Linked DNA regions of Bos taurus: region 1 is linked to region 2. The links are chromatin contacts, called in public Hi-C maps. All regions are on one chromosome and are shown on one strand. Each heading gives the region's core, a stretch centred on a gene start, on an enhancer-like site or on the middle of the called end of the contact. The rest is flanking DNA. Distances are from core to core; before and after follow the strand shown. Region 1 overlaps C5 (complement C5). Region 2 holds the start of PHF19 (PHD finger protein 19).

Evidence for each region. A called contact is a pair of places that touch in the nucleus more often than the background predicts.
Region 1: a Hi-C map of liver shows a contact between it and region 2, with 4 times the contacts expected there. The contact joins the enhancer-like site here to the promoter of PHF19 in region 2. A contact is called at or near these places in 5 of 11 Hi-C or Micro-C datasets (8-cell embryo, blastocyst, liver and 2 more).

Annotation. Positions count from the first base shown.
Region 1 is chr8:110,333,153-110,338,492 of ARS-UCD2.0, forward strand. It overlaps C5 (complement C5), which reads right to left. Exons shown (of 41, transcript NM_001166616.1): 41 at 5,282-5,340. Among named protein-coding and RNA genes, the nearest start is that of TRAF1, 23 kb to the left of the region's middle. Within about 2 kb of position 3,914, at least 5 of the 102 cell types and tissues checked have an H3K27ac peak or open chromatin away from gene starts, as enhancers often do. A contact at or near this core is called in liver, where this site is marked.
Region 2 is chr8:110,256,671-110,262,125 of ARS-UCD2.0, forward strand. It overlaps PHF19 (PHD finger protein 19), which reads right to left and starts at 2,515. Exons shown (of 14, transcript NM_001192715.2): 1 at 2,330-2,515; 2 at 1,599-1,680. The coding sequence starts at 2,515.

The DNA of each region.
Region 1 (5,340 bases), core at 2,664-5,163, 78 kb after region 2:
TCCGCACGTCTGCACCGTGGGAACAACGCTGAGCAGAGTCAGAGGCCTCGGGCTTGTGCCTCAGCCCTCGGGCTGAGCAGCGCCGTGACCACGGCAGCCGCTCTTCTGGGCCCGTTTCCCAGGTGAGAATGAAGGAAGTGGAGGAGGTAAGCTCTAGGTCCTTCCTATTTTGGACATTTTAGGATCCTATAACTCCTGATGGTGTAGGTAATAGACAATGTGTCTGATTATAATGACGGAACCAGTGAAGGAGGGGACACCAAGCTCCAAGGAGCAGATCAGCTTCTGCCAACATGTCTGTCAGGGTGGGCACCGCGCCAGCTGAGAAGAATCCAGAAGGTTCTTAGAAACGGAGCTCTCAACTTATCCTCCTGTCCTTAAAACCCTGTCCCTCTTCCCTCCCATCTCTTCCTACCCGCCACCCTCTCTGCTTCATTTTTTCCTTTCTTCCTCCTAACTTCCCTTCTTTCTGAGTCAGAGGCATAAAGGGATAATTGAATCTCAACTCAAAGTTAAAAAGATCAGGCCACTGGTGACAAGGTACTCACATCACATTAAACCCACAGAATCCATCTGATTTCAGGACTAGGAAAACCCTAGGATGCAGAGTTGCTTTGTATCTCTGAGAACCTTCCAGATTTGGCTGCTAAATTTCCAGCTCTGAGACAGAGGTTTTCAGTCACGAGGTCAATGCATGGACTTGCAGGGGCCTCAGAAATAGCATGCGGATTTGTGTACTATGCGTACACATGCATCTTAAAGAAATTGTTTTTGGCTGCACCTTGCCGCATGCGTGATCTTAGTTCCCAGTCCAGGGATCAAACCCATGCCCCCTGCAGTGGAAGGTGAAATCCTACCCACTGGACTGCCAGGGAGCCTGCGTGTGCATTTTCTAGGAAGAAGGGTCTGAAAGGGAAGAGCCGCCCTGACAGCTGGGCCCTGGTGTCCTTTGGACCCGGCCTGGTCCTCAGAGTCTGATGTCACAGAACATCAGCATCAGACCAAATGAATCTTCACACAAAAAAAGACTGCTCCTTAATCATGTTTGAGCAGAGGATAAAACAAGCACGTAATCCAAATCACGAAAAGTGACCAAATATCCCCCTTTCCCGTCTTACATAAGGGTGACTGCTCCTTCTTTTCCTCCTAATTAGACAACAACCAGTGCCCCCCAATCACAGGATTACCCCTGCTTGCCGGCGGCATCCAACCCGGAGCCAAGTCCCTGAGCCCTCCCCAAATAATCCAGCACAAGCCCAAATCCTAGAACAAGCTCTTTCTAACATCTTTTGAGAAGCTCTGGAAACTCAGCTTTGTTTAATCACCATCAGCTTCTGCCTGGTTTTCAGCAGTAGCCTAGCTGGTCAGTTTTTACCATCGCCTCATTTTCAATGCTGCAGTTACCGTTGTCCTTCTAACAGATAAGACAGACCACGTCACTGCTCTGCTCCAAACCCTGCCCTCTGCGTAAGATTAGCAGCACCCCATCCGTGACCAGCATGCTCTTGTCCCTGTGATCTCTCTGACCTCAGCTCCACCAGCCTCACCTCTGCCTCATCTGCTCCTGCTACGTTGGCCTCCCTGCTCTCCCCGGAGCACCCCGGCCGAGCTCCTGCCTCAGGCTCAGGCATGTTCCCTCTGCCTGGAACACTCAGTCTTCAGATCACCACGTGGCTCCCTCTTTCACCTTGCTTGAGTCTCACTGCTCACTGAAGCCCACCCTGACCTCACTGCTCTACTACGACGCAGCCCCTCTCTCCACCGCTCCCAGGCTCCTTTGCTCTGCTCTGCTTTTTCTTTTTCTCACAGCTCTTTTATCACCTGATATTCAAACTCAGTCCCCTAATGACTGATCATTATTTGCCATGCACCTCCTCTCATTGGAATCCAAGTTCCACAAGGGCAAGGATCTAGGGAGCTGGAGCCCAACCTTCGACGACCAGTCAGTACATATTTTTCTAGATGTTGCTGAATAAATTAGCATCACAAGGGCTGGAAAGTAAAACTGAGCATGACTTTGGCTTAGATCCCTCCCCGGGAAATCAGGAGTCAGGCTGCCCGCTTTAAGCTTGGCGGGTTGTCAGTTCCACATATTTTCTTAAGACAGGGTTTCCTAAACTTCAAGTGTATGCGTGCCAACCTCATGATTTTTGCCCTAGGAACAACCTAGACTTTTATTTACTTAAAAACTTTTCCTTAAATAGACTTTTTGACAAATACATTTATTTTCAAAGAAAATTTTATATCATGGCTTTGATGTGCTAGTTGTATATTTTTTTCTAACACATGTTAAAATAAGCATATAGCTGTTTACCACCTAAATTGTCTTGCCTACCCCTAGTGGAAGACTGCCTTATGCTTTTTCCTTTAACCAGAAAAGTCCCCCATGTCTCTCCATGTGCCGTATGCTCCGTCGTGTCTGACTCTTTGTGACCCCGTGGACTGTAGACCTTCAGGCTCCTCTGTGGAATTTTCCAGGCAAGAATACTGCAGTGGGTCGCCATTTCCTTCTCCAGGGGATCTTTCTGACTCAGGGATCAAACTCACATCTCCTGTGTCTCCTGCATTGCAGGTGGATTCTTTATCTGCTGAGCCATTGGGGTATTCTTGCCTGGGAAGTCCCACAGACAGAGGAGCCTGGCAGGCTGCAGTCCATGCGGTTGCAAAGAGTTGAACATGACGTAGCAGCAGAACAGCAGCATACCTCTTCAGTTCAGCTCAGTCACTCAGTCGTGTCCGACTCCCTGCGACCCCATGAATCGCAGCATGCCAGGCCTCCCTGTCCATCACCAACTCCCAGAGTTCACTCAGACTCACGTCCATCAAGTCAGTGATGCCATCCAGCCATCTCATCCTCTGTCGTCCCCTTCTCCTCCTGCCCCCAATCCCTCCCAGCATCAGGGTCTTTTCCAATGAGTCAGCTCTTTGCATGAGGTGGCCAAAGTACTGGAGTTTCAGCTTCAGCATCAGTCCTTCCAAAGAACACCCAGGACTGATCTTCAGAATGGACTGGTTGGATCTCCTTGCAGTCCAAGGGACTCTCAAGAGTCTTCTCCAACACCACAGTTCAAAAGCATCAATTCTTTGGTGCTCAGCCTTCTTCACAGTCCAACTCTCACATCCATACATGACCACAGGAAAAACCATAGCCTTGACTAGATGGACCTTTGTTGGCAAAGTAATGTCTCTGCTTTTCAATATGCTATCTAGGTTGGTTATAACTTTCCTTCCAAGGAGAAAGAGTCTTTTAATTTCATGGCTGCAGTCACCATCTGCAGTGATTTTGGAGCCCAGAAAAATAACGTCTGACACTGTTTCCCCATCTATTTCCCATGCATACCTCTTACCAGCTTCTAATACACTATGTCTCTCTCTACCTTTCCAAAAGTCCTCCAGAAAGCCTCTGGAAGTTCCTCCAACTCATATGCTCACTCACTTCTCTGAGCTCCCTTTACATTTACAGGAAGACATACATGCCTGACATGTGGACGCTGACATGCCATGGTCTTGTCTTCCGTTTCATAACAAAAGATGATAGCGTTTCTTCTTGGGGCTCTAGATAAAAGAGGCATTAAGGTGTTTGACTCCCCTGATGCACAGGCCATCCAAAAGATGAAGAGGCTTGTCCCAAACCCCTGCCAGGGTTAGAATCCGCCAGCACTTGTTGCAGAGAAGGCAATGGCACCCCACTCCAGTGTTCTTGCCTGGAGAATCCCAGGGACGGGGGAGCCCGGTGGGCTGCCGTCTCTGGGGTCGCACAGAGTCGGACATGACTGAAGCGACTGAGCAGCAGCAGCAGCAGCAGCTGTTGAGTTCCTGGAATGTGTTGGCGGTAAGCCAGGCACAGGACACAGCAGGAGAGAGAGGACCCAGACTTTGCCCACCTGGAGCTAACAGCGAGGCCAGGAGGCTGGCTGCACACCGAGCAAGCAAATAACTGCAAGAGCCTGAGCAGAGGAGTACAGGGTTGAGGAGGGGCCCCAGCTGTGAGAAGGGCCACAAAAGCCTCCAACAGGACGTATGTCTAAGTCCTTAGGAGTTTGCTGAAGAGGGGCTGGTGGGTTCTTCAGCGGAGCCAGGCTCACTCACAAAGGCCTGCTTTGAAGTTTGGAAGTTCAGCTGCTTTGTGAGTTAATTAAGGCTGCCGTGGACGACCTACTTGAAACAGTGCTCAAGGAGAAGGCGGAGATGCTGGGGCCGCGGGGAGGTTACTGCAGAGGTCCTGCCGCCCGGCCTTCAGCAAGAAGGTGACCGGAGGCGCCGCAGACCTGCTCTGGGGGCCCCTCACCCCTTGTTGGCAGCGAGTTGGGGCATATTGGACACAAGGGTTGTTTTTGCCAAGGGAGTGCCTTCAACGTGAGTTCTGACATTTACAAAAATAAATCCTTAGTTCCTTGAAGCTGGAAAATCTTAGTTTAACTTACGAGGCACAGTGCAAGGCCTTGTGTAGCTTCGTGAGGCTAACTGGTAAGGCGCGGGTTTCTCAAAAACGGGATGCATTTCAGTCACTGCTGCCATTCCATCCAGGGTTTGTTTCCTTGTGACACTTCAGCGGGGCTGGTTAAACTATAGCTAAGGAAGAAAGACACTCCACCTGCGTCCTGCCTTGCTCTTAGGAAATCAAACCTGACAAGCGATGGGATGGGGCAGTGAAGTGGAAGAGGGAGGTGTTTGGACTGTGAGCAAGCCTTGGGGTTTGGTCTCCCACTCTCGCCCTTACTAGGCTGGGCAAATTGCTTCCTTTTCTGAGCCTCAAATTCCTCATCCTCAAAGCCCTTTGGGTCCTTAGCCTCCAAGTCTTCTTGGAATGGGGGCAATAATAATTCTCGTACTCCATGAGATTCTGGAGACATTAAATGGGAATAAATATGAGCACTCTTCCATAAGATCTAAAGTGCTGTAGAGTATCACTTACAAACGAGCCTGCTGTTAGAAATCCTCATTAATAAATCCGGAAGGGAGGCTCAGAGACCTGGCTGGAGCAAGAGCAGAGGTGTCTGGATTTCCACTAGGTTTCTCCTCAACAGGTGGCTGCCCGGGGGCCTGCCTTCCAGGAGAGCAAGTTCCAGGGGGAAGGAGTAGGCGCTGGGAGGGTGGGGAGGGGAGTAGGGCATCCGCATGGGGGTACAGAGAGGCAACAGGAAGGGAGGCGGCCAGGACAAGGCTCCTACCTTCTCAGGTTGCTGAGGGCTTTGAGGGGCGGCCTTCTGCACCTTTCTCAATTTGCCTGTCTTTGTGCAGCTGCTGCTGACCTAGCATAAAATAACACGCTTTTTCGCACATTTTGAAAGCAAAGTCAGGCTTTAATGATCGGTTTTCTGTTCCATGGTATTTTCTTTC
Region 2 (5,455 bases), core at 1,265-3,764:
TCATGTAAACTCGCATTCATATGATTAGAAAAGGAAATAACAGGTTGGCTTATTATAGTAACTGTGTTACTCTCCATTCCTTTACTACTTATTAGATACTAAATGACCTTTTGCCAGTTGACAGCAGTTATATTTCTTAAGAGCATCAAGAGCACCGTGGTCTCAGCAAGTCTCCACTGGCTTAATGAAGCCGTGGGTCGGCACCTACAGCAAGCTCAGCCTTGTGCTCTCACCGGGTGGACGCAGAGGGCCCGACCTCCGTGAGGAGCAGTGATCTGGGGTCCACGCAGCTCCTCCGCTGAGCACTGCCGCACCTTCTTGGTGCCCGGCACACTCACGGTTTGCTAAGGTGAACTGTCTTTCCTCATCAGCTGGCTCCTTCTGCTTTCGATAAGCAGGCAGCCCAGGAGAGGAGCCCCTCATTGCTTTGGATCTTGAAACAGTACATTTAGGGTGAGAAGGGCCTGGAGAAGCATCAGTCTGCATTAGCCACAACATCTTGGAGAAAAAGGCACCCTGGAAACTCTTCTAACTGGCTGGGTCCTGTGGTCTTTGCTTGGCAAGCTCCTGAAATCATCTCTCAAGGTAAGAGATTCTTCAGAAACTGACTCCCTGTAACTCCACACCACTGGTGGTGCTGTAGTTGCTAAGTCGTGTCCGACTCTGAGACCCCATGGGCTGCAGCCTGCCAGGCTCCTCTGTCCATGGGATTTCCCAGGCAAGAATACTGGAGCAGGTTGCCGTTCCCTTCTCCAGGGGATCGTCCTGACCTAGGGATCAAACTCGTATGGCCTGTGTCTCCTGCATTGCAGATGGATTCCTTACTGCTGAGCCATCGGGGAAGCCTGGTCCAAGGCGGGCTCCAAACCCTGTCTCTTCCTCACATACCACCATGTCAGTCCTCCTGTTAGAGCATAAATGGTAAAAAGGTCTGTTCTCACACGGTAACTCATTGGGAGTGGCTGCCTGGTGCTCCGTGTTGAAAATGAGTGCTCTGATTGATCAGTGACGTCTGTCACGCACGTGGCAGGGGAGAACGGTGGCAAGAATGCCCCCAGTTCGTCATCTCTGTAAGACAGTGTCAGCCGTCTGAGGGCAGGGATGATACCCAACCCAGCTCCCTTTCAGCCCTGGAAACGGGCCCAGCTCCATCCCGCTACGTCATCATCACGCTGCCTGCTCCAGGCTTGGTGGGTCTCTCCCCCATGGAGAGAGCTGCCTCCTCGTTTTTTAACATGCTGATAGAGGACACTGTGCTTACACCGAAAGGTTTCAATTCCGATTGCCTGGGCCCCTTCTGTTCCTAGCCCCAGAGGGACCCAGAGCTTTGGGCAGCCGGGAAATACACACAGGCCTGGGACACAACCCTGCTCCCACCCCTCCTCAAGCTGCCTTCTCCATCTGCCTGCCTCCCTCGTGAGGGATGAATGCTCAAGAGGATGACAGGTGTCATAAATGAGTTCTCGTGTAAACGTACAACTGGTAATCTCCAAGGACACGGCCAGATGCCGGAAGTTACGAGACAGAAGGAGAGCAGGAAGAAAATGGAGGCAGAAGAGGAGAGTGGGGCAGGGGTGAGGAGTCACAGCAATACTCACCATGCTGTATGTCCTTCCATAAGACCCAGTATTTGGAATTATCTTCAAAAGTTACGAGGCAGCTCTGCTTAGAACTGCTGACCTGGAGCAGAGAAAGGGAGGAGCAGGGTGAGACGGTAGCTGGGGAAAAGCCACTTGAACATGGTCTTCCTCTCCCATCTCTGCCCCCACAGGGCAGAGAGATCAGACTCCCTCCTTGTGCTCCAAGAATCCGCCTGCAATGCAGGAGACCTGGGTTCGATCCCTGGGTTGGGAAGAGCCCCTGAAGGAGGGCATGGCAACCCACTCCAGTATTCTGGCCTAGAGAATTCCACGGACTGGAATAGTCCATGGGGTCACAAAGAGTCACTCTGTGCTCCAAAAAGTAGAGCCAGGCCAGAAGGAGAACGGCGGTCCTGAAGGCTGTGCACGCCCACTCCCTGGAATTGGGCAGCGAGGGGCTAGGTGACGGCAACTTGGTGGGAATACCGAGGCCAGATGATCTCTCCAACCTGATTTTGTTTTGTTTTGTAGGCTCACAGAGCACTTGTCTAAAGATGTCCTTAGGTGCCCTAAGGATGGCACCTGCTTTTGCAGGCTCCACCTCCTTCCCCTTTCAGCTTTGGAGCAGGAGGGCACAGCAGGAATCTGCCAGCAATCTCCCATCCTCCACCCCTGGTCTGAGGCTGGCACCAGGAATGAGCAGAGAGATGCTGAGCCTGGGGAACTGGGGCCAGGGAGGAAGGGTTTACCCTCTTGATCTTTCCGAGATAATACAGTCCATCTGTCCACCGGCACAGCACATACTGGCCCTCCGTCAGCTTGGACATCAGGTCTTTGAAGTTGTTCTTGGCTTTTGCCAGGGCCCCCTTGTTAGGGAGGTGGCTGGTGGCACCATAGGAGTCCCGAGTCCCTGGGTCCAGAGCTCGATTCTCCATCAGCTTCCACTGACACTGGAAGAGAAAGGAACAGGGTTTTTACTCCTTACTTCAGGAGACAGGGGAGAGAGGAAAGCAGCTACCATTTATGTAACCTGTGCTGTGCCAGATGCTTTTATCATCTCGCTGGATTCTCGTGACAACCTGTGAGGTTGTCACTGTTATTCCCATTTTACAGGTCAGGAAACTGAAGTCTGGCAAGGGGAAGCGGCTCTGGGTTCAGAGGCAGAGCCATGGTCCTTAACCAGGTGAGCCGATTAGCTACTCTGCACTTGCTCCACCCCTACCACGCAACCTTGTACAGAGAACGGCTCTTTCAGCCAACCACAGAGCAAAATCCCCCTGCCCAGGTGTGTATGAGGCAGATCTGAACCATACCCCGTGGCTTTGGAGCCAGAGGTTTTATCCCTAAAGCAAACACACCCTGTGTTTTCTGAGTGGAGGGCCTTCTCCAGCACAGCAGTGGGGGGGTTTTCAGACCCCTGCTCCCTCCCGAGAGCTGGCTGGAGAAAACTCACCTAGAAAGGAAAACTCCTGGTGGCTTATGAACTGGTATAGACTTGGCCATCTGGGTCTTCTGTAATCTCCTTTTCTGTTCTCAGTTATGGGATGATTTAATGGAAACCAATTCTGGGACATTTAAACTCACTTATGCTTTTACTCAGATGCAAATTGGCTCCAAGCAGTGAAGTCATCGCCATGCCAGCCTCTCTACATCTGTCTCTCACCGTCCTGTGAAACCCACTGCTCCTGCTGCTCTCCCACTTCCTGCTAGCGGTACTGCTCTGGTCCCCAGAACACCCCAGCATCTTTGACTTCTCCAACCGATGAGGTGCCTGCCACAAGCAGCCAACTTCAAGCACAGTGATTTTTGGCTTCCTCTTGTCCATCTCCCTGGCCTGGTCTGAGTTCAGGCCTCATCTTGCCTGGGCCATTCATTCAATAACTGTTTCATGCTCACTCAGCTGCTGGGCACCTGGGATGCAGAATGGTACCACCTAGGCACAGCCCTAAACAGGCCACTCCCTGTCTTCCTGCCTCCCCACCAGACTCCTCACCAGGGCCAACAATTCCCATCTTCTTCTCCCAGAAACCTTCTGTGGTTCCCCAAAGCCTTCAGTGGCATTCAAAGTCCCCCACCCCAAGGCCCCCTCCTCCTCAATCTGGGCTCACCTGGCTCCAGGCGGCTCCACACTCTCCACTAAGCACAGCCCCCTCTGCTCCCTGCACCCACTATTCCAGTCCCCTCCTTCTCTGCCCAGGCGCTGGGCACCTGGTGTTATGATTACCTGTAGATTACAGGGAGACAGTCGTGTGTTTTTCCGTGTGAGTGCGTGTGTGCTCCTGTGAGACGGTGTTTGATGTCTACAGCTTTGTGGCAGTGAGTATAGGAAACAGAGCACATGTGTGTGCATGTCAAGGGCCCCGGGGCACGCAGGGCATTGCTGGGGTCTTCGCTCTCCAGATGGTGGCGCGGCCGCATCCTCTTCCCTCCACCCGCCCCCCCACCCCCCAATTCGTCCCTCCTCTCCAGGGCACAGCGCACAGGCGCTGGGCAGGGTGTGCGGTCCAAATCTCTGCCTTCTCCCTGCCACCTGGCTGCCGAGCGCTGCAAGGTCCTGCCCCGCCGGGCCTGGCCCGGGCCCGCGGCAGGTTCACAAACTGACACTTCCTCCCCCGCCGCGCCGTTGGGAGCAGGCCCAGTCGCCGCACCCCCCTCCCTGACCGGGCGGGGGCCCTCGGGTGGCTGGCCCCCCCTCCACCCTCGCCTCCATCCTCCCGGAGCGGGCCCCCGTGGGCTGTGATTGGCTGATTCAAACCCATCTGCAAAGAAATGCCTGTTTGCGGGTTCCCGTCGGCGTCCAGTTCAAATCCGCGGCACCCGGAGCGCGGGGCCGGGCGGGGGCAGGAAGCGAGGATGATTCATGCGCCGGGGCCTCTCCCAGGGCGGCCGTTGGCTTTTTAAAAAGGGTGTTCGGGAGGGGAAAACGCTTGCAGAAGGACCCCCCTTCGGGTTCAAGCGCTCTGATCTTCAATCGCTCCGACGCCAGGCCTCCCCCCATCCCCATCCTGCTGCAGCCTGACTTCGGACGTGAGCAAAATCCCAAGCGGCCCCGTCGGTCTCCAGGCCCGTCCCCCCACCGAACAGGAAAAGTAAAGATTTGGGGCACGGGAAGAGCGACCTGTCACACACGACCCCCCCCAAAGGCTCGGGAACCCGGGCGGGGCTCCCGCCGCCCCACAGACACCGTTCACCCCTCTCCACCACCCCGCGCCCCCCCAGGCGTGCATCTCCCCAGGACTCCAAACCCCCCTCCCGGCCCCGAGGCGTTTGACCCGCCAAAGTCCAGGGAAACTTCCAAAAGAGGGATGACTGCAGGGAGAGGCGAGAGTGGCGAGGAGTCCCCGGCCGGGGCCGGCCGCGGCCGGCCGCCTGCAGCGCTGAACTTACCGCGAGGCTGCGTGTCCGCCGGTCCCACTTGGAGTCTGGCCACCAGGCGCATCGGCGGCGGAGGCGGCTGCGCTCGGCCCGCGGCTGCCCGGCCGAGTGTCCGCCCGTGGGGCCGGGGTCGGGGTCTCGGCGGGGGCGGGGCGGGGCGGGGGCGCCGGGGGGAGGAGGGGGGCCGGAGGAGGAGGAGGGAGGGGCCCGGGCGCTCAGGAAGGGGCCCCCCGGGCGCGGGGCGCCATCTTTTTCGCGTTTTCCCGCGAATTATTGACGTCCCGCTTATGTAATTAGCGGGGGCCGCGCCGGCCTCGCCATTGGAGCCCGCGGTCGCGGGGCCCCGCCGCACCGCCCGCCCGCCGGCTCGCCCGCTCCCGCCCCCGGGCCGCCCCCGCGCCGCGCCCCGGCCCCCGCCCCCGCCCCCGCGGGCGCGCATCCTCCGCCACCGCGCGCCCGGCGCAGACACGCGGCGCGGGCGCACACGGACGCGGGGCCCC